2 separate regions of the Mus musculus genome follow, and region 2 is linked to region 1. Evidence: chromatin contacts called from public HiChIP or PLAC-seq data. All regions are on one chromosome and are shown on one strand. The core of a region is the stretch at or near the end of the contact, and the rest is flanking DNA. Distances in the headings are between cores, read along the strand shown.

The links. HiChIP or PLAC-seq counts read pairs in DNA pulled down with a chosen protein or histone mark.
Region 2: a CTCF HiChIP or PLAC-seq map of the NIH/3T3 cell line shows a contact between it and region 1, with 9 read pairs. The contact joins the promoter of Gstm1 here to the enhancer-like site in region 1. A contact is called at or near these places in 2 of 39 promoter capture datasets (cranial neural crest and frontonasal cranial neural crest), 1 of 15 datasets of contacts at CTCF or cohesin (the NIH/3T3 cell line), 1 of 484 Hi-C or Micro-C datasets (the HL-1 cell line), 2 of 115 datasets of contacts at active chromatin or transcription factors (the NIH/3T3 cell line and astrocytes) and 1 of 9 other capture datasets (adipose tissue).

The regions. Positions count from the first base shown.
Region 1 is chr3:107,736,513-107,743,135 of GRCm38.p6, reverse strand. Csf1 (colony stimulating factor 1 (macrophage)) reads left to right here. Exons shown (of 9, transcript NM_007778.4): 9 at 1-2,088. All of the region lies in intron 1 of Gm40121 (a long non-coding RNA gene), which reads right to left. Among named protein-coding and RNA genes, the nearest start is that of Csf1, 21 kb to the left of the region's middle. Within about 2 kb of position 3,020, at least 189 of the 459 cell types and tissues checked have an H3K27ac peak or open chromatin away from gene starts, as enhancers often do. A contact at or near this core is called in the NIH/3T3 cell line and astrocytes, where this site is marked.
Region 2 is chr3:108,013,954-108,020,576 of GRCm38.p6, reverse strand. It overlaps Gstm1 (glutathione S-transferase, mu 1), which reads left to right and starts at 2,604. Exons shown (of 8, transcript NM_010358.5): 1 at 2,604-2,837; 2 at 3,151-3,226; 3 at 3,629-3,693; 4 at 3,977-4,058; 5 at 4,149-4,249; 6 at 5,537-5,632; 7 at 5,714-5,824. The coding sequence starts at 2,802. It also overlaps the pseudogene Gm12502.

The DNA of each region.
Region 1 (6,623 bases), core at 1,771-4,270:
AGGACTATCTCTTTATGGAAGGAGACATATGGGAACATCCACCACTACCCTCTCCTACCATCTTCCTGGGAATGTGGCCTACCACTACCAGAGCTCCTGCCTACCAAGACTGGATGAAAGAAGCAGCTTTGATGGGGTCTTTCCATCCTCACCCTTAGACTCTCAACCAAAGAGAAAGGGCTGGAGGATGCCCCCCACATACTGCCACTATTTATTGTGGGCCCTGGAGGCTCCCTGCATTGGAGGAAGGGCAGCTCAGCAGCTCAGGACCCTTTCCCTTAGGGGCTGCTTCCTCCCCTCAAAACCAGAACCTGGCAAGGGACTCACTAGCCTGGATGGCCCATGGGAGACCAGGACAGATGAGAAGGAGCAGAAGAGCCCTGTGCCCAGAAGACCCAACTGGTGCCAAGGAATCCCAGCATGGACAGGCAGGGACCTGTTTCCCAAGAAGAGAGCCTGATATTCAAAGGGTGGGACAGCATCTGCCCGACTTCCCGTAAAGGCATAAAGGCACGCAGCCCAAAAGACGGGAAGAGGAGGCCTTTGGCTGCTTGTGTTGACAGCTTAAAGGGGTCTACACCCTCAACTTGCTTAAGTGCCCTCTGCTGATAGCCAGGAAGGAGGGAGACCAGCCCTGCCCCTCAGGACCTGACCTGGCTCATGATGCCAAGAGGAAGACAGAGCTCTAGCCTCGTCTTCTCCTGCCCACAGCCCCTGCCAGAGTTCTTTTGCCCAGCAGAGGCACCCCTCATGAAGGAAGCCATTGCACTGTGAATACTGAACCTGCCTGCTGAACAGCCTGTCCCATCCATCCCTATGAGTGACCATCCGTCCGAATGTTCTCCCACTTCCTTCAGCCTCTCCTCGGCTTCTTGCACTGAGCTGGCCTCACGTGTTGACTGAGGGAGCCCCTGAGCCCCAACCTTCCCCTGCCTCAGCCTTTGATTGTCCAGGGTGAAGCTGTGGGAGAACCGCCTGGGCTACCAGTCAGAGCTGGTCTTTGGGCTGTGTTCCTTGCCCAGGTTTCTGCATCTTGCACTTTGACATTCCCAGGAGGGAAGTGACTAGTGGAAGGGAGAGAGGAAGGGGAGGCAGAGACAAAGGCCACAGGCAGAGCTATGAATGAGAATGGGTCTTGAAAATATGTGTGCACCCCTAAGCTTGAAATTGATCTCTATACTCTAGCCCCTCAGCCAGCCTCCTTCCTGTTGTCTGAAACCTGGAGCTAAGCAGGTTGTCCTGTCACAAGCTCTGGGGACTGAGCTCCATGCTCCAACCCCACCCTCTTCTGACCTTTGTTCTCCAGACCTGACCCAGGTAGGCAAGGGTACCCTCCCAGTCTCACCTACCATACTGTGCCATCTCTAGCCAAGCAAGCCAGGTTTAGAGAAGGGTCAAAAAAAAAAAAAAGGGTTGTTTACTTCCAACTTGTTCTGATGCCCTCTGTTTCCCAGGCCAGGCTTGTCTGTGGTGACCTGGGCATGGGTGACAGGGCTCTCATTTGCCCCTTGGTCTCTTTATGCTGCTGAGTCCCCCTTTCCTGCCCTCCCTGGCTACTGGGTCAATAATCTTTCAGGCCATGAATCTGGGAGGAGAGTGGTCTGTAAGCTCCATCAGCCCTGTCCTGAGACAGCAGGGGGGAAGGACACTGGAGACTTTCTTGTGGGGCTTACTTAGCCTTCTGGTTACAGACTATTTCCATGCTAGAAAATACATATTTTAAAATAGAAGGAAAAACACAGAAACAAAACAAAACAAGGCATTCTCTACCCCTCCACCTTAAACATATATTATTAAAGACAGAAGAGAAAATCCAACCCATTGCAAGAAGCTCTTTGTGGGTGCCTGGTTACATCGGAGCAGGGGAGCCTCAAATCCACCTTTGGAGCCGCCCCTGTGTGCATTAGGAACCCTTCTCTCCTCTGAGAAAGCTCAGAGGGAGCACTGCCTCACAAACTGTGAGACTGCGTTTTTTATACTTGGAAGTGGTGAATTATTTTATATAAGGTCATTTAAATATCTATTTAAAAAATAGGAAGCTGCTTTTATATTTAATAATAAAAGAAGTGCACAAGCTGCCACGTGTGAGTCATGGGAAAACTTGTTTTTGGGGCGTGGGCAACAACAGTAGGTGGGAGGGAGCCAGCTCAGAGATTTTTTTCAAGGTGCATGGAGAAAGCTTTCTCCCGATTCCAGTCTTGTTTCTAAAGCCTTCTGTACTATTGATGTCCAAAGGCATTCATCTGCATATCTGTTTAATAGGAAAAGGACAGAAAGCAGCCAAAACCTCAGGCCTGGCTGCTACCCCCACCACACCACCTCAAGCCCAACCCAGCCCAGCCTGGGAAAATGGCTGGTTGGGCTCTTTCCAAGGGCCCCAGGGGTCTGAAAGGAGGAATCCATCTCCAGGACCACAGATCCCTGCTGTCCAGGGGAGGGAGAGAGGGCAGGTCCATTAGGGTGCTGATGTATTTAGGTGCTAGTAGGCTGGAAAGTGAACAAGCCTAGTAAGGAGAGAAGCTGCGATTGCAGAGAGGTATTAGACCTGTTCGTTCTTCCTATTAGTAGAGGGAAACCAAAGATAGGGACTTCCCTGGGGAGATGTGTCAGAGTGGACCAGAGCAGGTAAAGGTCCTGGTAGGCACAAATACCCCCCAGCCCCCACCCCTGGCAAAACTTAGACAACAGGGGCTTTCCTGTTTCAGGCAATATAATGGACAAAGTTTTAGAAGAGAAGTGCCCAACCCTGACTTAATGTCGAATTATCTGGGTTGTTTCCAAAAATCCTGATATCTAAATCCTGCCCTACTACACAATCAGAATCTCAGGGTGAGGCTCAGGTACCAGGTGCCAGAATTATCAAGACACCTCAGTGATTTAAGTGTGAGCCTCTGGACACATGCTGGGCCATCAGGGCCTGACTGTTCTGCCAGCTAAGTGACAGAGCTGGAGTTCTACCCTAGGTGAACCATCTGATGTTGTGTAATAGAGATGTATGGCTGGTGGGCGGAGCTGATAGAATGCTGGAGGGTAAGATGCCCTCCATTACTGTTTCACAGGCAGAGTTAAGAACTCTAGCTTAGAGATCTGAGCAGCAGGGCTCAGCCAAACCTCTAAACCTCTATCCGGCCAGAGGCAGGAAAATGAATCAGAAGCAACTAGGAAGAAACCTGAGGTTAACCTCTTGCAGACCGTGGGCCTCTGCAAGAGGGTAGAGGGGACACTGGTGGGTGTCCCATGGCCCCTTATAGAAGGCCCTAAAGTTAGTAGAGGAGTGTAGTGACTTTGCAGCTCTGGAGGAAAGTCCCGATTTCCCAGGGCAGGCCCCTCTGTCAGTGAAGCACATTTGTTCCTTGGGTTTCCTTTTTAGTTTGTTGAGGGTAGCGGGTGACCAGACTCTGCTGTCCTGGATGCTGGAATTGCTGAGGGAGCAGAGTAGTTCATGCCAGCTCCTGAACATAGAGTGACTGGCTCTCTCCACCTCAGCTGCCACAGACCACAGAAAATCCCACAGGCCGATCCCCATGGCTCTGTTTAGAGTCCAGGCTCTCAGCACCATGCCTGGTAGTTGGAAGTCTGAGGAGGTTATGGATAACAGCCACTGCAGTACACTGAGTCCCAGGGACACAGGGCTGCAAGTGAAGAGTGGGCTCAGTGCCTTCTCAGGGAAGAAACAACAAAGACAAAGGACCCTGCAAAGCAAGGACAAATGTCATAATGCAAAGTCACCAGGGGGAGTGCAAGAAGAAACACCCTATGCTTTTGTCACCAAAGTGCAAGCATGTTCTCCAAAGAGAAGAAAAATCTGAAGATATCGCAAGGCCAGCAGGAAGGAGACATGAAAACTAGGATCTGGGCATGGTGATGCATGCCTGTAATCCAGCTGAGGACGCTGAATCAGGAGGATCACAAGTTCAAGGCCAGTCTAGGCTGCATTAGTGAGTTCAAAACATTGAAGAGAGACGGGAGGGGCAAAAAAAAAAAAAAAAAAAAAAAAAGAGGGGGGGGGAGAAAGAAGGGAGAGAGGGGAGGATGAAGGGTGGGAGGGAGGGGAGAGATGAGGGCCTCTTACATGGGAAGGCTGAGGTTGTAGGTCAGTGGTAAGCACCTGTTTAGCATGCACAAGGTGCTGGGTTTGGTCTCCAGTACTGCAAGAAGAAAAAATTTAAGGATCCCAATATATCCAAGAAACCTCCTCCTTCAGCTTTCTTTTTCTGTTCTGACTCCAACTCTGAAATCAAAGAACATCCCAGCACATCTTTTGGTGATGCTGCTGCAAAGAGACTGGGAGTTATGGAAGAACTCTGCCTCAAGTGGCAAGTAGCCTGAACAGAGGCTGCTGAGCTGAAGGGAGAAACACAGAGCACAGTGCTGCAGACTGAGCTCAGGGGAAACCTAGTGCTACAGAAAAGAGCATCCTTAAGCATCCTCAAGTATCCTCACTGGAAACAGCAAGAAGAGGGAAGAAAGACACGGTGAAGGCAATATTGGTAAACAAGTTGCTTTTATCAATCTTTCTTGCCTGCAAATCACTTAATCCACCCATATACAACTTGCTCCTTTTAAGGGAAAAATTGAAATATAGAGAGAGCTAAGATTTTGGTTAGTTCAACCTGACAACCTGAGTCGGATCCCTGGGAACCAACTTCTGCAAGTTGTACTTGGACCTACACACATGTTCTCGTTCTCTCTCTCTCTCTCTCTCTCTCTCTCTCTCTCTCTCTCTCTCTCATCTGTCTGTCTCATAAACACACACATGCACACACACATACACATGCACACTCATAATTTAAATTTTTAAGTATATAAAAGAAAAATTTTAAAAAGGCATACTTTTTTAAAAAGTCACTCTAGGAAACAGGGATTAATCAAGCAACTACCCAGCTAAGTCTCTAGTCATCAATAACAAATGAAGGTAGGAAGATACAGGTGCTGTGACAACTCATAATACAGACCCTAAACCAGGCTTTCAGGCAGACAAAGGTAGAGAAGGCTATAGAGAAAGGTTACATGAAGTGAGGAAGTGGTTTATTCTTCTCTCTTTTCCAAGGCTGCCAGAAAAGTACTCACTAATTACCAGGTATGTGTGACACACTCTTTAAAAATGCAATCCAATCCCCTACTACAGTCTTGCAAACCCAAGGCTAATAACCTCTTCGACCAATATAGAAACTAAGGCTCAGAGAATCTTAACAACTCAGCCAACTTACCACAGTGGTTAAATGCCAAAGCCTGCAGTTAAACCCAGGCCTGGCAGTATTCAAATTGCACACTCTTGTGACAACACTGTACCCAAGTAGCCATTTCATGGGTGCTTCTTGCACAGATGGACAGTTTGGAACAGCTGGTGGGGCTGGGGGTTGGAGGGCCTTAGTGTTGTCTTAGTGCTCCTCTCAGATGAACTGTACAGTCTGGAAATGGCCAGAGGCACCTATGACTGACCTCTGGTCTCATCACCTTACTGCCAACCCCAAATTCACCAGGAAAGGATTAGGAGCCCTCCTAGGTGTGCCATTTCCCAGGAAAGATCTCTCTTGACCATTACTCCTGCCTTCCTTTGAATTTTTGTGACCTTACCTACTGCAGACAGCTCTGACACCCCTGGCTAATACAGTCTGAGGCACTGATCATTCCAGCTTAAAGCAGTTTGGGCATCATTCTTGTTTGGTTCTGAGCATGGATTAAAAGGCTAGAAAATGGCTTCAATTTGTCCATCTAGTTCTCCAGAGAAGATTGCCCAGGCATGAACTAGGATCTTTGACCTTGACATCTGAAGCTCACATGCTCTAGTAATTCTGAGGAACAAGCCCAAAGCTACAGATTGCAGGGCCTTGGGGGTAGGAGGGGATCTTACTATGGTATTTGGGGACCCTTAAAGGGCATCATTACCCAATACACTGGGGTCTCAAGCCATGGGCTTTCCTGAGATTAGTTCCACACCAACAAGTAGGAAGTCCTCTCTGAAGAACTTTGGGCTTTGAAGGCCTTTTAGCTCAAGTCCTGTGTTATGCTCAGACTATTTTACACAGCAGAAATAACAGCAAATCTTGGTTTCCCTCCATTACATTAAGTGTCTGCTTTGAGGGTTGCTGAGAAAGCTTAGTGTGTAAAAGTCCTTTTGACCAGGCCTGACAATCTTAGTTCATTTCTGGAATATTCACATGGTAGAAGGAGAGAACACACGCAGAAGCTCTCTGTTCTCTGACTTCCATATTAACACTTTTGGCACATGAATACCTGGGTGCACACACATAATAAATGTAAAAAAAAGAAAAAGTCTAGTTTTCAACAACAAAACAGATGCAAGACTTATAAAAATGTAACGAAGTATGTCTACACACAGGGGCAAAAGTAAACAGTTGAGTCTTTCCCCAGGGAAGTGTGGGCACTGCCTGACTAAACAAAACTTTAAGCTAGCACTTCAAATATGTTCAAAGACTAAAGGAAAAGATGTCTAAATGACTAAGAAAAAATATGAGCATTGTGTCTTGCCAAATAAAGAACATCAATAAGGATGAGAATCTTTTTAAATGGTAGAAATAAATTATGAGATTGAAAAAGGAGCACAACAATTAAAATTCTCCCCTAAGGTCTCAACAGCAGCTGAACAGCTAGAAAAATCA
Region 2 (6,623 bases), core at 1,355-3,854, 280 kb before region 1:
TCAACACCTTCTTGATCCCAGACGTTCAACCAGGCAGACAGCGGTTACACTTGACAGTTGATGTTACACAGCACAACTTAGGTATTTCAAATGGACGAGAAGTTAGTATCAGAACAGTGCCTCAGGATGAAGGCTGAGTGGAGCTTCCTCTCCAGTACTTTGAGGTCTACAGATGTATCTAGAAAATTCACTACTGTGGAAAATGAAGACTTGGGTTGGATGGGGAGGGGAGGCCGGGGCCTTGGTGACTAATTGCTGTAACGCTGTCCTTCCGGTGGCTGTGGCAGCTTCATGTTCTCTTTTGGCATCATCAGGCGCCGCAGTTCCTGCAGGATGACTTTGATGCTGTGGGAGTTCTGCCACTTTGCCAGCACTGCCGTGGCTCTCGGATCCACCACTCCATTCGAACTGCTCACGCCGCTCATATTGACTCTTGTTACAAATTTTACAGACAGGGGTGCCTCTGGGTACTTAGGCCCACACTCTATCTTAAGGCTGTATATTCGGTTTTCATAGATTGTTCGTGGAGGCCCAATTATCATGCCTGTCCATCTTGTAAGTGTCATGCCCTCGTCGTCCTCCAGACCCCAGCTAACTGTGCCATCGCCTACTCCTTTCTGTCCTTCTTCCAATTCTTCTAACAGTCAGAAATTTTGAGGGACTTTTACTCCCGAGCCTGTGGTGGCTGACATCTTGCGCCGCTGTCACTCGAAGGCCGGCCCCTTCTTCACCCCCACCCCGAGTTTTAAAATTTTTAAAGCCATTATTTATAGAATTCTGTGGTTTTGCATGGACCATGTTGAATGTCACCCATTGGCCTGGAAGAAATTACGGAATCCATCTCAGATGTCACTCTATAGGTTATAAGCCAAATTTCCTCCAGCACATTTAGATTTTTTTCCTGTACAGTGTCCTTTTAAGACACTAGGGCTGGCTGCACTGTGAACTTGTGACAGTGCACAGAGACACCCAGAGGATCAGTGACCAACGCTGGGATTAAATTCTCCAAGACAGCACTGGCTGTGACTCCTAGCTTCAGATCTCTCCACGTCTCCAGTCCCCACAGTTCCCTGCTGCCTTTCAGGGACCTTTCTCATTCAAAGGGACAATGATCTCGGACTCTGGGGACCCTGCATTGAGAACTTGCTGTCCTAGCCCTTATCCCTGTCTGCAGATAGATTCTGTCCTCTGAAGGGCTCCAGGGCTCTGGCTCCCTTCCCAGGCCCTCTGAGTCCTTGTCCTAGACAGTATGGATTCCTTCTGCTTTCTTCCACTCCTCCTTCTCTACTTCCCACAGTGTGTGACAATCTGCTGAAGTGCCTCATTCATACTTGCAAAATATGTCCCTGTAGTTCCCACCAAACTGCTGCTAAAGCCCCAGTGACATGGTCACTTTTCGTGCATCCTCACCAAGACCTGCAGAACATGTGGTTTCTTTAATGTCCTAGGATGAGATGGCCTCTGCTTGCCCCCTGCAACCTCACTGCACAGCTCCTATGTGGGTGACATGATATGTTGCCTTCATACCCCGTAGTCCCAGTAAAGGATGATTTAATCCCAAAATGTACGTCCTGCAGAGCAACAGCCTTGGCCTTTGACTTGTAAACTCATTTTAGTCTCCCCTTCCATCAAGCCTCTTGGTTGTCTGCAAAAAAGAAAGTAAACAGGTAGGACAGTGTTCTTGGGAGGACATTGACCTTGTGAAGGTAATACTACAGGGCATATACTACTTGTGAAGGATATACTACTATATATCTCAGGGTAACCTGAAAGGTCATTTGAGCCACCCTGTCATATACAAACGCATGTCCGGAGCCTGGGCCAGGTCCTGCATTTAGGGACAGCTGAGGGTCTTGCTTTGGGCTCCCATGTGTACAGCATCCTGGTATCCCTTGAAAGCAAACTTCTTGGGTCACATGCTCTCCCTCTCTATGGCACAACCCAGCGTGGGCTCTTTTTCTCCCTTGTGCTCTGCTGGGTTTTGTCAGCTGACTGTTGTCCACAGCTGTGGCTTCCCTCAAACTTCCGGCCCCTCTGTGGTTGGTACTTGAATTTAGATTCATAAACACGGCCAAAATACAGATTAGTTTTTTAATAACTGATAACAGTTCTCAAACCCCCTAAAGGAAAATACGGAGCCCTGTTTATCTCTGCCTTGGGGTTGTTTCCATGTCACCGACTGTTCCTGTAACTTGAGGCTGTGTGCGCAAAAATCCGGTACCTGTCAGACTGACAGAGTTCTTTCCATGACGATAAGTGCTACATTAAACTCTCAGGTCGGGGGCTCTCGCCTTTTTGTCTTTAAGCTGAGAGTTGAGCCTCCCCAATGACAGATTCCCACAGTCTGGGTGTGAAAACCGAGCTCTGCAAAAGAAAGGAAGGCGGGAGAACACCCACCCAATGTTCTTTCGCTGTCTGGCCAGACTCCAGGCAAAGTGCTAGCTAGTCTAGGGAGCATCCAGCAGGCGGCGATGGCGGCAGTCGCTAAGAGGGTTTCGGGGGAAGCAGGAGAGCAGATTCTGTTTCAGCGTGTGCAAAACAGAATCCCGGGACAGAGGCCGCTAAGGATCTTAACCCCGCCTCTCCCGGAGAGGGTGTGGCCTCTGCCTTCCGCTTTAGGGTCTGCTGCTCTGGTTACAGACCTAGGAAGGGGAGTGCCTAATTGGGATTGGTGCAGGGTTGGGAGGGACCCGCTGTTTTGTCCTGCCCACGTTTCTCTAGTAGTCTGTATAAAGTCACAACTCCAAACACACAGGTCAGTCCTGCTGAAGCCAGTTTGAGAAGACCACAGCACCAGCACCATGCCTATGATACTGGGATACTGGAACGTCCGCGGAGTGAGAGAGGGGTCCACTTGGAGGGTGGGACTGGGATGTGAAGCAGAAAGTTCTTAAGAGCAGGAGCCCTTCCTACAGCGGGTACTCTTCAGCTCTCACTGGAATCTCCTGCCTGTAGCTCTCAGCGCTCAGTTTACGCACTTGGGTGGCTGTGTGTGTGTGCGTGCGCGCGCGCGTATGTGTGTGGTGTGCACATGCACGTGCGGGGTGACGGCGTTTGTGCAGTGTGGGAGGTCTCAACGGGTGAAGATGAAGTCATACAAAGAAGTCCCCACAATGTCTGACCTCTGTCTCTTCTGGTCATCTCTCCCAGCTGACACACCCGATCCGCATGCTCCTGGAATACACAGACTCAAGCTATGATGAGAAGAGATACACCATGGGTGACGGTAATGCCACCTTCCTGGTCAGACACCTGCTTCCCTCTTACCTATCAAACTATGCCTAGATTTCCCGTTATTTAGCCCTGCTGGTCTCCCTCTAGCTAAAGATAGAGGCTGCTGCTTCCAGAAACCTCTTTGAGAGTGCAGTTTGATTTTCCAATATAGATCATGGAGAATGGAGTTCCTTGGTCCATTTGTATTTATAATTCGACAGAATTCACTACTGGGGTCTTATTGGGTCCAGGCTGCCTTTATTATCAGTTGTTATTCAGACCCTTCTCCACATTGGAAAGTAACTCTCTGTAACAGGTTGCAGAGGCCCTGCCTTAGGGGTTCTTGCTACTGGTCGATAATCTGTAGAAGGGTGGGACAGTGGGGTAATGCCTTTTCACATCTTCTTGTTTACAGCTCCCGACTTTGACAGAAGCCAGTGGCTGAATGAGAAGTTCAAGCTGGGCCTGGACTTTCCCAATGTAGGTGCAGGGGAGGAGAGGTTTGGGGAAGACACGGTGATCTCACCTCATCTCCTGGCCTGGCTGAGGGTTTAGGATCAGTGTTTCTGCTCTCCTGCTCCATCCCTGCTGGCTGCACAGTGTTCTGTGATGGGCTGTGCCCCAGCTCTCTCATTCAGTGCACACTGTGCCCATGGAGGGCTTCCCATGGCAGGCACACTGTCAGGCCCTGTGTCTTCTCTCACCCAGAGAAAGGATTCAGGTACCCCATATCCCATCTGACCCTCCCTGCTTGTCCATCCAGCTGCCTTACTTGATCGATGGATCACACAAGATCACCCAGAGCAATGCCATCCTGCGCTACCTTGCCCGAAAGCACCACCTGGGTGAGTGGGGCTGGCCACAGGGTGGGAGATGGGGGATAATCTCCTCGGCTTGGCAAGGTTGGGATGCCTAGTGTACTGTGTGTGCTGCAGATGGAGAGACAGAGGAGGAGAGGATCCGTGCAGACATTGTGGAGAACCAGGTCATGGACACCCGCATGCAGCTCATCATGCTCTGTTACAACCCTGACTTTGTGAGTGGCCAGTGGGTGCGGCAGACAGGGTTCACAGCAGGAGTTAAAGTCTCACGTTCAGATCTGTAGCATCCTCCTTTGGTAATGATTCTCTAAGCTTTCTGATCTTACCAGCAGGATGACCCTTGTCACCCCTGAGATCTATCACATCAACACAGTGAAACTATCCCTGCTGGTCTTAGGATATGGTTAAGGTTCTGCTGGTGGACAGTTGATCTAAGTTATTCAGTACAGCTGTAAATCTCTGCTAAATCTGTCCATTGGTCTCTTCCAATGTGCCGTCTTACCCAGTGTTTATACCAAAAGCCCCCAGGATGAAATTAGGGGATGTGGAGTAAAAGTGCTTGCTACATAACATGAAGGCTTCAATATGAACTCTTAGCACCCTATAACACCCCCCCACACACACACACACCCAGTGTGGCAGCCTGGTCTTATAAATATAGTGCTCTGGGAGGAGAGGAGGGCTTCTTGGGTTTTGCTGACCACTGAGGCTAGTTGTTCTTTGAGCTCTAGATTTACTAAGAAACCCTGTCTCAGAAATAAGGTGCACAGTGATTGAGAAAGACACTTGGCATCAACATTGGACCCCCATGCACCAACAGGCACCAGTATACTCCCTAAGTGATAAGGAAGCAGATGTCTGACCAGGAAGGTGGCATTACCATCGCCCATGGTGTATCTCTTCTCCTCATAGCTTGAGTCTGTGTATTCCAGACTCAAGTAAGTAAATAAGTTATGTCTACACTGGTCTCACACATCTACCCAGTTCTTTCCCCACAGGTCTGTCTTAGGTACCAATAGAAAAGCAGGACATCTTCCTAGTAGCCAGCTCAGGGTCAGCCAGAGGAACTTTGAGTCCTTTTCCTTTCGGTATTAATCACTGATTAAAACTGAAGCACATCCTTCAAATATCTGATCTGTTCTCCTGCTCCCCGGTGGATCCAGTATAACTGTCTTCTCCTGGTGTCTCTGTGCCCTTTGTTTCTGTAGTTCCGCTGGGTCTCTGAGGCCAAAGCATGCTAGATACTCAGGAGGTTCTGGGTGTGACTCACAGCACCTGGTTTGGACTTCAGTGGTGACAGATTTCAGAGACAGTGTGAAATTTCTGCCAGGCTGTCCATCACCTCTGGCATGAATTCTGTCATTAGTAAAATCGTGACCTGTTAAATGGACTCCTAGACTAGGACCTGGCCCTTTCTTGGAAAGGTGGCTGTTCCATTGCCAAACCCTTTGCTGGGGAGCCTGAGTCTAAAGGTGGTGACAGCCAGCTGTTCTCTGCCTCAGGAGAAGCAGAAGCCAGAGTTCTTGAAGACCATCCCTGAGAAAATGAAGCTCTACTCTGAGTTCCTGGGCAAGAGGCCATGGTTTGCAGGGGACAAGGTAAAGGGAGGGGTGGGGAGGAGGGGTTGCCATCCTTCCCTGGTGTCAGATTCCAGAGCGCTCACCCTTGGCTTCCTGCAGGTCACCTATGTGGATTTCCTTGCTTATGACATTCTTGACCAGTACCGTATGTTTGAGCCCAAGTGCCTGGACGCCTTCCCAAACCTGAGGGACTTCCTGGCCCGCTTCGAGGTGATGCCCTGATCCTGCTTCCCCTTGGGTTGTCTTCTTTCTCGGGTCCATGATGCTTTCTAGTCCCAAGACTAGGAAAATAACCAGGATTTTCTGAGCTTCTGTAAAGAAGCATATTGGGCAATATTTATCCCTTCAAAATTCCAAAAGATTGATGCGATTCTGAGTCCCATTGGACAGATAAGGAGCCTGGTACTACAGAGGGTACTCATGTGCCCAAGGTCTCTGCACCTGCAGCTGCACTGGGATCTGGGGCAGCATTCAGTGACTGCCCCTGCCTTGGGTCAAAAGAAAAAGCTTCAGGCCCTTGCACAACCTCATTCTCCTGTTTGGGATCCCTGGCAAGGCTGTGCATGTTGATAGTGTGTGGGTCTTGGCATTAGGGGAGTGAAAGAGGCAGAGCTAATGTAACATAGCCAGATGGAAGAAAGTCCAGACTTGAGTGCTGAGAGCCCAGGGCTCTAGAACTGATCTGTAGAGCACTGAGAACCCAGGGCTGAAGGTGGCACCTCACTGAGTAGACTTGTGAGTGCCTTCCATGTTAGGGGAAATTTAGCCTGAGTGTGTGCTGGTGCGAGTGTGTGCTGGTGTGAGTGTGTGCTGGTGTGAGTGTGTGCTGGTGAGTTGTTTCCTCCTCTACACTCTTCTCCTCTTTCATGTCCCAGGGCCTGTCTGTGAAATGGGGTCAAAGTTTTTTCTTCACTATTATTCTCTGGCATTCTCCTCTAGATGAGGTTCATGTTGGGCCTCAGGGGGCATGCACAACACTGCCATCTTGGGACTGAGTCTTCAGAGAGCT